3 separate regions of the Bos taurus genome follow, and all the other regions are linked to region 2. A link is a contact called in public Hi-C data. All regions are on one chromosome and are shown on one strand. Each heading gives the region's core, a stretch centred on a gene start, on an enhancer-like site or on the middle of the called end of the contact. The rest is flanking DNA. Distances are from core to core; before and after follow the strand shown.

Region 1 (3,733 bases), core at 1,129-3,628, 270 kb before region 2:
GATCTCGGCCTTGGGAACCTCCCCAGCCACCGTATCCTCCACCTCCTGGGCTCCAGGAAGAAGACGGTGTAGGAGAGGGACTCTGGTAGCTGCTCCACGGAGAAGGGGGCTTGTTAAGATTATTCGCCAAATGAGGCAGCTGGTTAAAAGCAGCATTTCTATGTGTGAAAGGTGGGGGATGGGGACTGGCAGGAGACCTCCTTTGCTGCTGATGCTGGCTGTGATGATGTTGGAAATGAGGGTGATGAGGGTGGTGCTGTGAGAGAGGCCCAATCTGAGGAGAGAAGCTGCCTCCGAAGCCAGGGCTGACATGATGGGGGAAATTTTGAAACAACAGAGCACCGTTATTAGCCGAAGCAGCCGGGACCCCTCCCTGGTGAAAGAAACTTGCATCTTCATTGATGATTGTAGAGGAGGAAGGCGCTATCGCTGCTGACCAGTTACTGAAACCAGTGAGAGACGATGCGCTTGATGTCAAGGGTTGGGTCGAAGTACCTAGCCCCGTGGCTTCTTGATAATCAAACCCTGTCAACACTGGTGATTCGATTCTTATTTTCTCCTTCCCGTTGCCATTTTCTGAAGAATTGTCCCCTTGATTTTCTTCAGATTTAGCCTTCTCAGTTTCAGGCAGTATTCCAGCTTCCTGACCTGGACTGGGGGAGAGCTGCTGCTTTTCCAAAGGGTCTTGCGGTTCCTGTTGCTGACTTTTTGCTTTTTCTGATCCCAAGATCTCATCCTGAATGTTATGGGTAGCCGGAGCAGGAAAGAGCCAAGCTGACCCGGCACTGCTGCCATTGGCAGCTGTGTTATTATTTATAAAAGCAGCAGGGCTGGGGGTGGCATTTTGGTGATGGTGTGGAGGCTGCAGATGTGGATGGAATCTGACTGGAAAAGCAGATTTATTCCCAGTATTGCTTTGCACTAGCACTCCAAACCCGTAATCCCCCATTTATTATTTTTAGGCTCAGAATCTTAAGATAAAAAACAACAAACTAGTATCTCAAGCCTTTGTATCCTCTACTCCAAATGTAAGTTGCTTGTTTGAAACGTCTTATTTTTACCTAGCTCAAAGATGCAGCTTATCACCCTAAATAGTTCAGATTTGGAATTCTGGTCTCTGAAAGAAAAAAAAAAAAAAAAACTAAAAAAAAAACCTTAAAACACTGACATGAATCCAACTAGGCTTATTTCTAGAAGGGAATAAAAACGAAGAGGGTAAAAATCAAGTCTTTGGTTAGTAAAATAGGCGCTTTCTTTTTCCAAAGGAAAACGTACATGAATGACAAAAACACAGCTTCTCAAGCATCTATGGATGTAGAAGAATAAGCATTGCGAGGAGTAAAAATATATATATATATATATATAATTTAACAATCACATATGGTCTTCTTCAGCAGTTTAGATTCACTCACATAAAAATCAGAATAGGGTATGAGGAGAATAGGTTCTTTTCTTGGCAGCTTGGTTAAAAAAAATCAGGAATAATTTAAGAACATTATATATTATATATTTATATATATAGATTATATTAGGTTATCTGGGGTGGGGGGCAAATTCCTGGTTGCCGGAGAGGAAATCAGCATTGACTAATGGAAAGATGATTGCAGGGAGGTTTCTGCTCTTCCTGATCCTGTTTCTGCTCTTTCACGGGGTGCAGTTTTGGCCTCTGGGGCTGTTCCTGAAGCTCTGGGTGCAGATCTTGCTGCGGTCGCTGTTCCTGGGCTCCCCCTGGCCTCCTCTCCCCCATGAAATGGTTTGGAAACACACCCGTTTCTCCCTCGTGGGGGTGTCGCGATCAGGATGGATTAGGGACACTCGACGAGGACGAGCTGGCGGCCCGGGGGTGCGGGGACCAAGGGGGCGACCTGGAAGGTCCTGCGGTTTCGGCCTCTTCCCCTCTCTGCGGCTCCGGGGTTTTTTTCCCTCATGGGACCCAGGGGCGGTTTGTTCAGTTCTCTCAGTTCGATTCTCCGCGGAGGGGGTGGGGGTGGGGGGTGCGGGGAGGGGGAGGGAGAGGGGAAAAAAGAAAACCCCACTAGCTTAGTTGTTCTAAAGGAGAAGGGCCTCCCTACTTTGCTCTCTCTCTTTTTGCCCCCAGATTTTTTTTAAAACTATAATTTAGAAGGCTTTTGTTTCTCCTCACGGTTGCTGGGCCGTCGTCGTCGCCGCCGCTTTACCCCGGTCCCGCAGTCCCCGCTGTCGTAGCTGCGAACTCCGCCTGGCTCTTCTTCTTCTCTCCTTCTTCCTCCTCTTCCTCTTCTGCTGTCGCCGCCGCCGCCGCCGCCGCTGCTGCTGCTGCTGCCGCCGCCGCCGCCTCCCGGTGCCCGGGTCCAGCAGCCGCGGCTGAGTCCTTCTCCTCAGGACCTAGCCGAGTGAAATGACAACCAGCTGGAAAGACCGAGAGACACTTCCGGTTCGAAAAGGGAGGGGTGGGTTAGGGCAGACACCCCGCCCACCTGCCTAAAGGCCAATAAGCTGCTAGAATTCAGATAAGGCCACGCCCACAACCCAGGTCCCCTCCCAGGAAGGTCGAAAAGTTACGTCGAGAGACGCCCCTTCCGTCTGCGCCTCGCCCAGTGAGGCCTGGAGCCTGGAACTCGCTCTACTACCCAGAGGGAGCCCAGCGAGTCGCCATCTTTAGTGTGGGCAAAGGACTACTGCGCTGTTTATTTCGCTTAACCGCGCTCTGCAGGTGGAGCGTACAGGGACGCGCGGAAGAGAACGGATTTCCCTAGCACTGTGAAAAAGAGTCCAGGAGTAGGAGATCGGAGTGGCTACCCATGAAACCGCGGATGAACAGGAGGACTGCCCAGAGTAAACGTGGTTCCCCAGGCATCTCGTGCTTTGGCTCGAGCTCCGCCCCAGAGGGATCTGGAAGAGGAGGCGGGTTTTACTAGCTGCTGTAAGGTGTCTAGAATTGCGTATGTGCTTGTCCTGAAAATGGATCTTAAACGGGACTCTCCCTTCACCTTCCATCCCCCCACCCCCACTCCTGCTTGGTTTAGGCTCCCGTCCGGTGCAGTGTTTCAGGCACAAAAATACAGCTCCTGTCGGCGTCCGTGGCCGAGCCCTCCTTGTCCCTATCCGCTCTAATGTACCCTACCCGCTTATTAGGGGGACATTTCCGAAACGAAGAATCTTAACCAGGATCCTCACCTGTTCTGCTCTCTCTACGACTGCCCACTACCTCCTTGAAAAAGACCAAACTTTTTATCCTGATATTCAAGGGTTTTGCACTCTGGGGGCAGTATATCTTAACATCTCATCTCCTCCAAACGTCCCACACCAAGCTCCTCCAAATATAATCTCAGGTCCTTTTTACCTTCCGTTTCCTCTCTCCTCCACCAGGTAAACTCTTATTTAGTTTTAGGAATCGGTTCAAAAGCTACCAACTCTGTCTTCTGAAATTCCTCTTGAATGAATATCCATGGCCCAGTATATTTCTCATGCTTGTCACCCTCTTTGTAATGGTAACTTATGTCTCCTGGACCTGTGGTCACCTGTGGGCTCTTTGAGGAGAGGACCTTGTATTGATAGATAGGAATCATTAGCGAATGGATGCTGAAAAAAAAGAGTGAACAAACCAACCAGAATGATATCTTTCCTGAATCCTCTTTTCAGGTCTGCCATTTGGTTTGGGGCTAATGTCTCTCAAACTTTCATCATTTAGGTTATTCCTTTGCTACTCAAGGGTTCCTTGTCTTGTTCATATTTGTACATGACCACCATCAGG
Region 2 (3,889 bases), core at 309-2,808:
TATGAAATCCCCAGGATGGCTGAAGTATTAAGAGATAATGTTGGTTGTTAACTTAACCTTTGAGGAAGAGTGAACTTGAGTTAAAGGCTGAGTATAAACTATAACACCCCAGTATTCATTTTAAGGGCTAAATGCTTTTACATGGGAAATGTTGGAGTGGAGCGCATCCATAATAGAGAGATCTCTATTATTTCTTTTCTTAGGAGCCAAGGATATTGAAGAATTTATTATTTACATATCCTCCACTGCTTATGGAAGATGAGGAAATAACAATGCCTAGGTTATGGGCAAGAGTTCAGTCAGTAACAGGCAAAAGCTGAAAGGAAGAGAGGATAGTGGTGGCAGTTCCAATGATGAATTGTAGCTACAAAAAAAAATAAGAAAAAAAGCCTTACCTTTGATATCAGCTAGCTCGCAAAATGTAGTACACCTTAGCTTAAACATCGCCAAGATTTGGATTCAGGAGACCTGACTTCAACCCCTCCTCTTGCACCTTTAGCTAGGTGATCAGGGTAACAAACTCTGTGCCTCCATTTTTGGATCTGCAAAATAGCGATAATAACTGCTTTTTAGATTATGAAGTAGTGTATATAAAGTACTTGGTATCATGCCTGTAATATTCCAATTACTCAACATTCACTTATTATTATTATAGGCTTCCCAGGTGGCTCAGTAGTAAAGAATCCACCTGCCAAAGCAGGGGACACGGGAAATTAGAGTTCTGTTCCCTGAGTGGGGAAGATCCCCTGGAGAAGGAAATAGCAACCCACTCCAGTATTCTTGCCTGGAAAATTCCATGGAGAGAGGAGTCTGACAAGCCACAGTCCATGGGTGTTGCAAAGAGTCACACAGAACTGACCAAGCAAGTCAAAAAAAAAAAAAAAGCTATCCGGAAGGAAATACACACACACACAAAATCAGGGAACTTTTTTACAGCACAATTTTCTGTTATTTTTCAATTTTCTAAAATAAGTATGTATTTCTACTAAAATCAGAAGGGGAAATAAAACCCACAATTTTTGAATTTAAAAAATGTGACTAGTCCACTGCTTCCCACATTTCCCAGATCATATTTGTTGCTCAAGAAGGGCGTGGGAATACATGTAAAAATCACGGATTCCCAGGCCACGACCTAGAAATACTGAATCAGAATCTCTAAGAGACAAACCTGTTAACCTATATATTCAATCAGCCTAGCAGACGATTCTTAAAATCAGGTACTCTGGGAATGCGCAGATTTAGAGCGAGGGGGCAGTACCGGGTGAGGGCGAGGAAGGCCAGCCCATGCTGCAGCAATCACTAGGGCCTACGCCTACAAGTCCCATCCTGTCCCACAAACTGGAGACGCGAGCCCGGAGCCTGCCGGTAGATGTAGTTTCCGTCCGCCAGATCTCTGCCTATAAGAGAGAGGGAGCTGCCTGCCGGAAGACCTCCCGCCCCACAATGCAAAGGTCAGCGGTGACGTCATCCGGAGAGCGTCCGGGACGCGGCGGGTGGTTTCCGCCGCCTCCGGCAGCAGCTCTGCTACCTGAGAGACTGCTGCGGCCGCTGTCGACGCCGCCGCCGCCCCTTCCTCCTACGTCCCCGCCGCCGCCGCCTTCTCCTTTTCGGGCCCCTCCGCCGCCTCTCCACGACCTGGGCCCTCTGTTCCTGAGAGGAAGCCTTACTCGGGCCCGTTGGCGGGCCCGGCGCGTAGCCATGGCTGACGGCGGGGGCGGCGGGAGCACCGGCGCGGTGGGCGGCGGCGGCGCGGGCCCGGCCTCGGCTGGGGCAGCGGCGGGCGGCGGCGGGGCCGGCGGGAGCGGCGGCCCCATCAACCCGGCGTCACTGCCCCCGGGCGACCCGCAGCTCATCGCGCTCATCGTGGAGCAGCTCAAGAGCCGGGGTCTGTTTGACAGCTTCCGCCGGGACTGCCTGGCCGACGTGGACACCAAGGTCAGCAGAGGCGGCTTGGGCTCACGGGGGGCGGGTGGGCGTGAGGCTGCTATGGCTGCAGCTTCGCATTTCCAAATCCTAGAGAAAAACAAAAGGTACTTTTCAAATCTCAGCAGCGAGGAGACCGCTTGGGGCAGTATAGGAAGCTTTCTGAGGGATGTCCACGTGCGTTCGGCTTCCCGCCCCATCCTTGCTCTGTGCTGCTTAGCCCAACAGCATCTCTGAACTTGGGGACCCAGTACGGGTTTTACAACCTCGACCCTGTATTTCCCAAGATGAGACTCCTTTAAGCACAACAGTAACAAATCTCAGTATGTTAACAACACTGGAGAAAACCGGGTAAGTAAGCAGGAATGGTTTGAATGCACAAACATCAGCCTTTCTTCCTTTTCTCCAGCTCAGTGATTTGCAGGCTTGAGTATGCAGTTAATTAAGGTACGTTTTCGTAGAAGCAGCACCCGTATTTTGTATTCCATCATTGGTTGAAAGATTCTCCGTTAGATCCTAATGCCATAGGTCAACCGACTAATACTGTTTCACTTGACCTTGCCCAGATTCATTTGGGTTCAGTGAAGTCACCGGTGTTAAGTGTCAGACAAAGAGTGGTCGCCGAAATCTTTTTTTACTCCCTTTTCAGAAGTTTCTCTCACAAGACTGTGGTTGTAGACATAGGAGGCTCTCTTACTGAATGGGCTCCTCTAGGGAAGTGATTTCTCCTCTCTGAGCCCAACATGGAAATCTTTTGCCTACCTCACAGGAAGATTGTGAGCTTAGAACTAGGCCTTAAAGATAGGTTATCCATTAAACATTTATTGGTGAGGTTTCTGGACACAGAGTCAAGCATGTCACTATCCTGTCCTCAAAGTGTATATTCTGGCGTAGAAAACTGAAGTGTAGACCAGATAATATGTATAGTAAGTAGCGTATACTGTTATTCTCCAATATTAAAAAACTCACGGAGCAGTTCTCTCCTTGAGATGGGATACTTAATTTTTCTTTTTTAACATACGTATTGACAGAACTTTCACGTTTTCCAGTCCTGGGTACTCTCAGCTTCCCATCGCAAGTTCTCCACTATGTTTCTTATGTCTCATTAGGTTTTACGTGGCCTAACCAATGTAGTATACATTTGTTTTAGTCGGTATTGAGAATCTGTTGGGGTAGAGGGAAGCGGAGCCTTCACCACTTAACACCCCCTTAGATGTTCTTTCTGGTTGTCACCAGGTTGCTTTAGTCTTGAGGTAGTGTGTCTCCAGGCACATCCTTTGTTGCTTTAGTCCCAGGTTTCTCATAGTGTGGTCCTGGGATCATCAGCATCAGCTAAGAACTTGTTAGATTTGCATATTGTTAGGTTCCACCCCAGACTGCAGATGTATGGAAGGGAATGTGTACTGCTGATGTTTGTAATTTACTTTGCAATGCATCCAAAATATAAATAAATAGAATGATAGGTTAAGAGAAAGTGGTAGTATAATAAAACGTTAGTGACAGGCACTGTAGATCTTTCACTTCATGAACTGAAGGGATTTTTCTATGTTGTCAGGGTCTGTTAAGGTTAGAGTTTGGTTGGTGACATTAGCTGTCTTTTGTCCTTTTCAGTAACCAGTCCTACCTAAAACTGGGTGAATTATTTTGAATAGTAAAAGATACAGTATCAGGATTGATGGTTACAAGTGACAAATCTAACTCTAACTCCTGTGAGCAAAGGGGGAGAATCTATTGACTCGTGGGAATCCAAGGAAGGATAGAATTTAAAAAACTGCCAGAAGGGTAGGGATGCATTTGGAACCAAGAATTCTCCACCAGGGCTATCTAACCCTATGTCACTGCAGAGCAGAGTCATCCATTTGGTTACTAGTACTTTTGGTTACATCTTACAGCTGCTTCCTCTCAAAATGTTTCCAGTTAAAGGAAAAAAAAAAAAACAAACCCAGGAAATACCTACATTGTCTAA
Region 3 (3,693 bases), core at 544-3,043, 360 kb before region 2:
CACTCAGGTTTCTTTATAGTCCAACTCTCACATCTATACATGACCACTGGAAAAACCAGAGCCTTGACTAGACACGGAGTGGTCACAAAATCAGTTCCTATCCCTCTACTTCAGCTACTCTTCAGTGGCTCTCCATTTAATTTAAAGATAAAATCCAAAGCCTGCGCCCTTGCTAGGAATGCCTTTCCTTATCTGGCCCCTTGACATCTCTGAACTCATCTCCTGACCCTTTTTTCTCTTGTCACTAAGCCCAGCTGCACTACTCTGCCTTGGATATATCAAACCCAGTATTGCCTCAGGACCTTCGCATATGCTGTTTCCTTTGCCTAGAGTATGTTTCCCTCAGATTTTGGCATGGTTTGTTTTTTCTTTCACTATTCACATCTCAGCTTAAATCTCACCTGTCAGAGATAACTTCTCTAATCTCCCAGTTCAAGTAGCCCCATTCTCAGTCTCCACCATATTATCATTTTGTTTTTCTCGTAGCACTAACAGCACTATTTTTTTCTGGTTTATGTATGCGTCTGCTTGTGGATTGTCTGATTTCATCTTCTGAACTATAACTGCCAACAGACAGGGACTTTGCTGGCTTTGCCTCTCCAATACTTTTAGAGCCTAGGACAGGGCAAACACTTGTATAAATGATTGAATGAATAAGAAAATTCCTTGATATGATTCTTCTTTGCAAATTTCCACCTTTGGTTAACAGAATGCAAGTTCAAAACTCAGGTTAGTGATTCTGTGAACAATAATAATCCCTTATCTTTGTAAGGCATTCTATCTTAAGATCCATCCAACAACTTCCAACACTAGGTGTGGGCATCACATTTCACTAGGGCTCAGATCGCTGAAATGAGTCACCAAAATCACACAGACACACACACACACACACACAAACAGCTGAGGCCTCAAAATGTAGGTCTTTGTCTCTAGGATGTAAATGCCAAGAGGACAGAGATTTTGTGTCTTATCCCCAGGTGGTGCAGTGGTAAAGAATCCACCTGCCAATGCAGGAGACATGGGTTCCGTCTCTGGGTTGGGAAGATCCCCTGGAGGAGGGCATGGCAACCCCCTCCAGTATTCTTGCCTGGAGAATCTCAGGGACAGAGGAGCCTGGCGGGCTACAGTCCATGGGGTTGCAAGGAGTCGGACACAACTGAGCACACATACACACATCCCCACAGTATCCTTAGAATAAATAATATGAAAATAATTGTTGAAGAAATAAATGAATGAACAAACTCATGGATAGCACTCTCTCTCTGGGGCTAAAGCAGATTCTCAGACACAGCAGCTCCCCTCCTCTCGCGGTATCTGAGTCGTCTGCTCTAGCATCAGAGGAGGCCAGGTCTTTCTTGTCCTCTACCCTCCCTTCCAGGTCCTGGATGCCCCCACTTCCAATCCGGGAGCTGCACCCACAACCCAGTCAGACTCTCTTCTGGCGCCCACACTCTCCCAGTCCTTGTTTCTCCCAGGTTTCTGCAGGGACTCGGTGTTGGCTTCTCCAGCGTGTTCAGAGAAGCTTGTTAGAAATGCAGTCTCGGGCTCTCTCGGGGCAGAACTAAAACCCGCATTTGAACAATATCCCCAGTTGAACCTGGCACCCACTGGCATTTGAGGACTCTGAGCTGCCTTTATCAAGCATTCCCATCTCTATCCTGCTTGGGAAATACCTGAGCCTTGAGGCCCCGCTGCAGCCCAGCCATCCTCTTGGCCGCAGTTTTGAGAGCTAGCCTTGGAAAGAGAACGAACGTCAGGATCCTATGAGTCACCCACTCGGCAAACATTTAACAAGCACTTACGGTATGGAAGGCTCAGACAAGTCCTGAGGACGCAAATAGGATTCAGGCAGCACTTGTCTGCCTCGCCTGAAAAAGCAAGTACACAAACTATATATCGAGATAATTAGACACTGTACTGAATGCCAGTCAGGAGAGCTTCTGACAACAAATCAAGTGTGATGACGATGAGTGCAGGAACACAGGGCGTTTAGAAAGAGTGATTCAGGAATTTATCTCAGAGGAGGTGATGTTTAATCTAAGCCCCAAAGGGTGAAGGAGGAACCAGTTCTGTTCTGAGCTGAGCTGAAGACAGGGAGAGGGTGGAGCAGGGCAGGCAGATAATTTCTTACTGGAGGTAAAAAGGAGTGGGAAGACCCTGCCCCATGAAAGGTGGCTTGCCCTGAAGGAAAGAGAGGGGTCTGTCCTGTGCCAGGAAGGTGTGATGGAGAAGGGTTAGGAGAGGAAGTTGGGGTGGGAGTGGGGCTAGATCATTCAGGTCATCCACACCTGGGAAAATGTGCTGATTTTATTTCCAGGGCCTTGGGAAGCTGTTGGAAGGGTTTATCAAGGCTTGGCAAGGCCAGATTTCTGTTGTACTCTAGTTGCATCAGGCAGAGCACTAGGCTTTCACGGCACTTGATCCAGTCATCGTAGCTGAGGATCACTGTCCCCTCTGGGTGGGGTTGGGTGTAATATCACAGAGGGGAACGGACTTCCCCAAGATAGTTACTGGCCACAATGTCAATATCTATGACAATAACGGTCATGATAATAAGAGTCACTCATGTTTATAGTTTGTGCGTTTCTTTTTTTTTTTTTTCATGATTGCCTCATTTAATCCTCACTTCAGTCTAATGATGGAGATGTTATTTGCCCCTTCTGATGGATGAGATGACCAATACTCAGAGGTTACCTAGTGTGGCTGAAATCACTCAGCCAGACGTGGCAAAGGGACAGAAATCCTGGGCCGGGGGGAGGGGGTCTCACCCTTAATCTCACCCAAAGCCACACCATTAACCCTACGGATCCCAAGTGGTCTCTACTATCCCACACTGTGCCTGGGTCACATTTGCCTGAGATTTGCTATTTGTGGGGGCAAAAGGGAAATAACTGAGGAACTGAAAATCATATTTCCTCAAAGGCAGGATAATGGAGCGGTCACCTGGGAGACAAAAGGCCTACTTTCTAGCTCCCACTCCTCTTTTCCTGCTTCTTTCCCTAAACTGAAAGATTCCAGAAAACAAGTCCCAGCTCATGGCCCCTTGGAGTTTTGCTCACATTGGTAGCATAGGCTCAGCCCCTCTGCTACAGAGTATGGATTCCCCAACCCCCACCCAGTAGGAGGAAGAAAGCAGGAACTAGGCGATGTGGTGCTGGGCCTGGAGTCTCTGCTTTCTCCGTCACCATGGCAACTCTGTCAGGCTAGATCCTGTGGAAATGTGAGAATAAGCAGGAGGTGGGAAGACAGCATCAGAGGGTTCCCCCTGCTGCCAGTGACCCTGCCGCCCACTCCTGCCTCCCACCCAGCACAGGGACCTGCAATCTGTAACAGTGTAGATAGTCATTATTATGATACTACTAATCATATGTCATTATGTTGCTACTAATAACAGGTAAATGCATTGAGTACTTACTCTGTGATAGCACGGCAGTAATTCTTATCAGAAACAGACATGTATAACCCCAACTTTTGAGAATTATGGCGCTCCACTCTCCATATGTATTAATAATTTAAGGAAGAAACTATAATGATATAAAACAAGAATGTGTGCACTCTTAGTCACTCAGTCGTGTCTGACTTTCTGTGACCCTTAGGGCTGTAGTCTGCCAGGCTCCTCTGTCCCTGGGATTTTTCAGGCAAGAATCCTGGAGTGGGTTGCTGTTTCCCCCTCCAGGACTGTGTGGATTGTGT

What was found. A called contact is a pair of places that touch in the nucleus more often than the background predicts.
Region 1: a Hi-C map of skeletal muscle shows a contact between it and region 2, with 6 times the contacts expected there. The contact joins the promoter of CPEB4 here to the promoter of BOD1 in region 2. A contact is called at or near these places in 3 of 11 Hi-C or Micro-C datasets (liver, skeletal muscle and an unstated tissue).
Region 3: a Hi-C map of blastocyst shows a contact between it and region 2, with 3 times the contacts expected there. The contact joins the enhancer-like site here to the promoter of BOD1 in region 2. A contact is called at or near these places in 7 of 11 Hi-C or Micro-C datasets (blastocyst, blood, liver and 3 more).

What each region holds. Positions count from the first base shown.
Region 1 is chr20:5,604,678-5,608,410 of ARS-UCD2.0, reverse strand. It overlaps CPEB4 (cytoplasmic polyadenylation element binding protein 4), which reads right to left and starts at 2,378. Exons shown (of 8, transcript XM_005221434.4): 1 at 1-2,378. The coding sequence starts at 949.
Region 2 is chr20:5,329,412-5,333,300 of ARS-UCD2.0, reverse strand. BOD1 (biorientation of chromosomes in cell division 1) reads left to right here and starts at 1,558. Exons shown (of 4, transcript NM_001076200.1): 1 at 1,558-1,935. The coding sequence starts at 1,699.
Region 3 is chr20:5,685,436-5,689,128 of ARS-UCD2.0, reverse strand. No RefSeq gene overlaps it. Among named protein-coding and RNA genes, the nearest start is that of C20H5orf47, 15 kb to the left of the region's middle. Within about 2 kb of position 1,793, at least 15 of the 102 cell types and tissues checked have an H3K27ac peak or open chromatin away from gene starts, as enhancers often do.